Regions from separate parts of the Gossypium hirsutum genome. Here region 1 is linked to region 2. A link is a contact called in public Hi-C data. All regions are on one chromosome and are shown on one strand. The core of a region is the stretch at or near the end of the contact, and the rest is flanking DNA. Distances in the headings are between cores, read along the strand shown.

Region 1 (3,316 bases), core at 431-2,930, 150 kb before region 2:
AAAAGATATTAAGGTGTACCATCGATTCTTCATCTCCTTCACCAAATCGAAGGGCCAGATCACAAAGAGCTTGTGTTGTGGATTCTACTGTCATTGGCTCACCATATGAGAATCTGTGGTTCTGTGTGAATGTAACAGATATCAATATAAAAGTCACATGACTTCATATCAAAGTGTAATGGCACTAGTAAGTACCATACCTGAGTCTCAACTCGTGCATGTTCAACAAGTGTACGGGCATCAGCAATCAACCCACTCATAGCACATCCTATATGCTCATCAATTTCCATAATCTTCTCAACGCTGCTGGGTTCCTGAAAGAGGATCCAGTACCTATTAGGCCTGAAAGAAATGGCAACCATCTACATTCCGTAGAATCTAATATATGTGACACATTCCATGAGCTAGACTTGTGGTAGCTTTTTACAAGGGTGCAGCTTCAAGTGCACAAGCATTTAATCAAAGTAAACAAGTGACAGGAAAAGGAACTCTAGGGGGTATGGTAGTATACTGAGAAAAAAAAAAGGAGGCGGATGCTAGTTGAATATAGTACCGAACATGGCTTAGACATTAAATCACATGGAGCTGTTAGCACAATATGGGGGCCAACAATAGAGTGGGAATACAGGAGGAATAAGCAACTGACAACTCTGATGGCACACGCTGATCTTCAATTCTAGAGTCATGAAAATCAACCAACACTCACTTGTATGTAACTGAAGAGTGAAGACTTATTTGTTAGAAGAGACTCCTCAAGACCCTAGAAGTTCACATCTTAAAAAAAAGAAGAAAAAAAAAAGGAATCCTCTAATACCACAGTTAAGCAAACAAGACAATTAAAGCAAAGCAGAAAGCCTTTTTAGTTTTTGCTCGATTGCAAACAAGTAAATCTAACTATACAAGTAACCATAATAACATTAAATGAAATAAGAGTGCAGTGCATACCAACAGTGGTGAAGTAATACGCTTCTCAACAGCCAGAACGACACCTTCTTTTGTCTTCAACCCAATTGCAGTTGAACCCAGCTGCAGTTCAATCCCCCCCCCCAAAAAAAAAGAAAAGAAAAAGAAGAAGCCATTTACATTAAAATACACCCAAAAGGGATAAATATGCTAATCTGAGAAAAAAATATTTTCCTAGAGAAAACTCTTAAGTTGGGTGATTTTCAAAGGAAATAAACAGAAAAAGGTTTTACCTTGATGGCCTCAATAGCATATTCCACCTGGAACAATCTCCCTTCCGGAGAAAATGTGTTCACTCCACGGTCATACTCAGTTCTACAAGGCCAACAACCAAACATTTAAAAGGAAAAAAAAAAAATAATTAAAGTTTAGCAGTAATAAATATGCTTTGATTTGGTACCTGGTGAGAAACATGTTTGGATCGACTTGATCTTATTAGATCTACCAAAACCTAAAATAGAAAAAAAAAAGAAAAAAAAAAGGAAAAAATAGTTTATTTCTGGGAAGTAACTTAACTCGAAAAGAATAACTGAGAGATGGTTTACTTGTGACAAAGGGAGAGATTCAGCAACGAGAAAGCTTAGCGATGCTGGTATTTTTCGTAGAAAAAAAATACCTTCGGTTCTGGCCTTTGTTTGCTCTTGCAAAGCAAAACAAGGCAGGCTGTTAAAACGTCGCCGCATCACGCCGTAGCATAGTGAATATCGACGCTTTCCTGGGCTGGGCTTCTCAAATTACTATTAAAAAGTATTTTGGGAAATAAAAAATCATTTTAAGTATTATATTATAAAGTAAAAAATATATATTTAAATGAAGTTAAAATTTATTAATATTATAATATTTAAATGATGTTGAATTAAACCATAAAATTTAGAGAAAATTTTCCATCTTAGTAGCGAATTGGTAAATTTTAAAGTTAACAATTTATAGTGAATTGAAAAAAGTAAGTAGAGGTAGGCATTTTTGGCCGAACTATTATAAATCAATTGTATGAGTTTTTTTTACCTTTTCTCCTTTATTTTAAAAAGTTTGTAAGACCCTTAAAGTTTTAAATATCTCAATTCACCCTTTTTGGTATTTTTGAGCTTAACAAATGATGATGTGATGAAATTATGAATTTGTCGTGATGTTATGCATTGTTGCTCACTTAAATTGGTTATTTTAATGCATGTTTATGCTTATCAGTCATGTACATGATTAGAATCAGGGAAAATGAGAGATTTTATCCTAATTGACCATATCAATTCAACTCATGAAACATGAGGAGTTAAGAAACTTGGTGTACAGGCTTACAAGCGAGAGTTACAATTGTACCACCCCTAACTCAACCCGTTTGTCGGGTCTAGGTAAGGAGCGTCACAAATGGATCGGATTCACCTATTCTTAATTTTTGCTGACTTAACTACTATAAAACAGACTAAAAACAAAACTAACAATAATTCTTACAACAAGACCTTAAGCCACTGAATGTTTAGTCACTCAAATTTTTGTTTCTAATCAAACTATTTGTTTACATTGAAACTCTTACAACTCTTATCAGAGGCTAACTATCCTATTACCCAGATACTGTAGATGTTATCTGGCTACTACATAACTAATCCTAAGGCGAAGCCTCCAATGGTACTCTTTCTTATGTGCATGACCTTGAATCAACAACGATCATCGATCTCTACTTTATCTAGCTTGATCTCTCCTAAAAGTCCTCAATCATCCTCGCAAGTCCTACGAACGTCAGCCACACTACTGTAAGTTCAAATAATCTTAGTGAGTTTTTTCCCTACTCGTTCAAGGCGATTGTTCTTTATCAAGGTGGCAAACTTCACTCGATCCTCCAAGCCACTCAACTCACTATAATACCTTCATCTAGTCAGACTCTCCACTCGACCGTATCCTAGATACTTCGCCATATCAGCAAAACCTATCCTTACTTCTCGTCTTTCCTCCCTTACACTTCCCCCCACATGGGGTGTTCATTGGCCTTAAACTAACTTGGTTGTACGTCGACTTCCCATTATGAACCTTTATAGTAGATTTTTCATCTTCTCGTCCAAGGATTCTTAGAACATACCTTCCTTGGTGGACTTGGTTAGACCAGTCCTTGGAGGACTCCCTCTTTCCATACCATAGTCCCAAATAACTCGTTGACATTTCCGTATTGTGCTGACTTACAACAGACCTTGCCACTTGGGCGAACCCATTCTCGTTCCACCTTACTGATAAAAATGGTAGGATTACTACCAGTAATCCACCCATAACCACGACCTCTCTTAGGGACTCACCCATCCCATAAATGAAGGTCAATCTGACTCATCAAAATAATAAGTTATCGTCCATGCGACTATACAAGCTTGCC
Region 2 (3,521 bases), core at 447-2,946:
AGCATCCACGTGAGAGCTTTTTTCAGTAATTTTGTTGACAGTGCATCCTGCTTGAAGCATTTTTTACACTATTTTTTCAGAACCGTCTTCTTAAAATTATTTTTTTCAGGAACTACTATAGAAAAAAAGCATCCACGTGGGGGCTTTTTTTAGTAATTTTGCTGACACTGTATCCTGCTTGAAGCGTTTTTGACATTATCTTTTCAGAACCGTCTTCTCAAAATTAATTTTTCTGAAACTAGTGTAGAAAAAACACAAAACCTTAATTTTTCTCAAAAAATCTTTCTTGTCAATATAATTTTTTCTAAACCCTTAACCTAAAACCTCTTACAAAACCCCTAAAAGCCAAACACAAAAATTATTTTTAAAAAAACTAAACCCTAATTTAAATAATTTTCTTAAAAACTCTTAAACTCTAATTTAATTAATTTTTAAAAAAATCTAAATCTTGATTTATTTTTTAAAATTCTTAAACCCTAAATAAATAAGACCCTAAATTATTTTAACAAAACACTAACACTACAACCATAAAACCCTAAACCCACAAACTTTAGGCACTAAACATGCAAATAGCCCTAACCCTAGAAAAACACATGCTAAAATGCGTCCCTGAGAGATCGATTTTGTCACGTCAGCAAAGCACGTCTACGTCAGCGCGTTTTGTGCTGACACGACAAAATCGCTCTTTTAGGCTCGCGTTTTGCTGGAATTTCCCCCTAAAACGCTCCTACGTGGACGCGTTTTGGTGTTGTCGACCCATTTCAATAAATAATGAAAAAAGTGACCCATTTCCATAAATAAAGTTGGAAATGAGCCTTTATTGGTAAAATGATTTTTTTATAACATTCCTAATAATGTTTTATTAGAAGAAAATTTTCAAACAAGCTAAGAAAGTTTCCGATAACATTTCCCATTCATACTATTTGTTGGAATGGTGAAGGGTTACAGTTTATCTCATCGATCAAAATGCAAACCATCAAGATTATATCAAGCTAGCAGAGGGATCGATTGAACATATATATAATTTGAGTACAAATAATTTGTAATTAAGTTTCGAGTCATTGTGTATTGATTATGACATTATTTAGCCATGAAGTCATTCCACTAAAGTACTATGAATCGAGCTCTCCATATTATATACAATTACGAAAACTACTTATCAACTGCTTGTCCAATGACCTTATAATATATGTGTTAACTACATAGGACATCATTGATCTTTTTGGGATAAAATTTATTCTCCCAATATAATCTATTTTATCTCATGACAACCATTATATTTTTCTTCATGAAAAAGTTAATCATAACATAAAGTAATTAAATCATTTGTTCAAAACAAATGACTCGTGATTACGTTACTTTTCTATCTATCATGTAAAGTCGATGAGAATATATCATTTACCATTTATTTTGTTGTAGGTTTTATAAATTTCTACATTTATTATAATATTTTACAATTTTTAAGCTTAAATAATTAAAAATCAATTAAATCCTATAAAATAATTAAAAACCAAACTCATGTACTAACATTTTTCTACGTCAAATCAGCAATTTTCACGTCTAATTTTGACTCAATTAATTGTAATTTTCAATTAAGGTTTTTTTTAGTACTTCTTTGGTTTTTTTTTTTTTTTTTGAAAATTCTGAACTTAGTTTTTCTTTTTAAAATACAGTTGTCAAACTCTCATCCGTGCTAAAACAAATGTTATTCAAAAAGGAAACAAGCATCTGATATTACCAAATTAACCATTAATTATTTCCACATATTAGAAAATGAAATGATTTGAAGAAGGCTGATAATGTCATTTCAAGAAAGCAGCAAAAGCAAAATCCTCCGGCAAGTCGATCTCGAAGGAGAGACGATAACTGGAGAAAGGAAAGGAAAGGACGGAGCAGCGGCAGCATTAGTAGTACGCTACAGTACTATCACTTAAAGCGTAACAAACAAATCCTCAGCGTCTAAAGAATCCTCCTCTCTCGCTTTCGCTCTCTGTTAGATCTTTCCTTTCCTCTCTTTCGTCTTTCTTTTAGTTATAGTTTCAGCTTCTTTTATCTGCCTCGATCCCCAGGTAATTTCTCTCTCTTTTTAAAATTCAATTTTCGCTTTAGTTTCTTTTTTCCCCTCGATTTTGGGATATTTTTGAACTTATCGTCTTTGAATTTCAGTAATAAAAGTCCGATCTCCATTTTCATTTTGTTTAAAAAGGGTGATTCCTAGATAAGACGTTGAGTTTAAATTTAATTAATTGATCATCAAAATTTATAATTCAATCTATATCAGTCTAAACAGATTTAGCAATTTATTTGTTAATTGTTTTGCAATGATTTTGGCAATTCCTTAAGGTAATCTTTGTTTTATTATTAAATCAGCTGTTAATAAAGTAATCTAAGAAAAAAGGATGTTACTTTTGTTGAGTTATTCTCATGATTCTTGGTTACGAGTACGTAAATTTATTTTTGGAGTTTTTAGGTCTTTGATTAGTCGATAAATTCATTGGATAAGTTTTCTTTTAATCAGCTAATTTGTCTGCTTATATGGATCTTTAGGTAGAGGATTTTAGGCAAATGTTTGTGGAATTTATCGTATTGCTGTCTTGCATTTAACTGTTTGTTCTTATTTTACTCTTTCTTTTTTTTCTTGGGTCAGTGAATAATTATAATTTGAAAGTTGAAGAAACGAAACAGGGGTTGGGGTTTTATTTTCTTGTGGCCCAGACCACTTTTAGGTTTCAGAGGAATGGCGGAGAAATCGTGTGTTAAGCGCCTTCAGAAAGAATATAGAGCACTTTGTAAGGTATGGTTTTATCCTTGTATTTCATCCAGTTCCTTTTATTGTTACTCATGCTTTTTATATGAATTGGTGATGGATATGCTTAGCTGTTCTTGAATCATTAATATTATCTAGTTATCCTTTCATTTCAGTGTAGTTTTTTAGTATTTATGTATCTGTGTGGTTTATAACTCTTCTTTTGATTCAAGGAAAATTTTATGCCTATGGTACCATGTGTATGACTTGCATCAGGAGTGGACAGATTGGAATTATTGTCTGTTTTAGTAGTTTATCAGTCTACAATTCAGCATTCTGTTAAACTTACATAACCATTGACAAATAAATTTTTGGATTTCTTTTCACTCAATTCACTAATAAATTGAAAATATTAGAAAATTGATGCTAGAATAAGAAGTTGTTGGTTTTATTATAACTTAATTCTATTTTTTGATAATTTTAACAGTTATTCTATGACCTTGTAGGAACCAGTTTCTCATGTTGTTGCTCGTCCATCCCCAAATGACATTCTTGAGTGGCGTAAGTTTATTAAATCTTGTTTTCATCTTCTTTCTTTGGATAAGACTCTGTAACACTCACATGAAAACATCTTATGTAAAAGTGGGAAAATGTGTTTTCCTGTTGCCCAATGCTGTTGAGAGATGATTCATGGCTTGAATGTTGGTTAATTATGTGTGGGGATGGTAGTTGGTTTGCAATATGCTTCATGCTAGCTAAGTTGTGGAATGTAAAT

What was found. Hi-C and Micro-C count contacts between places; a contact is called where the count stands out from the background.
Region 1: a contact with region 2 is called in a Hi-C map of fibers, with 2.1 times the contacts expected there. The contact joins the promoter of LOC107897671 here to the promoter of LOC107897670 in region 2. A contact is called at or near these places in 5 of 34 Hi-C or Micro-C datasets (anther, fibers, hypocotyl and 1 more).

What each region holds. Positions count from the first base shown.
Region 1 is chrD06:54,481,960-54,485,275 of Gossypium_hirsutum_v2.1, reverse strand. It overlaps LOC107897671 (proteasome subunit alpha type-5), which reads right to left and starts at 1,680. Exons shown (of 10, transcript XM_041095519.1): 1 at 1,580-1,680; 2 at 1,364-1,414; 3 at 1,197-1,278; 4 at 946-1,026; 5 at 201-314; 6 at 20-121. The coding sequence starts at 1,377.
Region 2 is chrD06:54,335,298-54,338,818 of Gossypium_hirsutum_v2.1, reverse strand. LOC107897670 (ubiquitin-conjugating enzyme E2 34) reads left to right here and starts at 1,696. Exons shown (of 10, transcript XM_016823193.2): 1 at 1,696-2,069; 2 at 2,648-2,794; 3 at 3,253-3,307. The coding sequence starts at 2,738.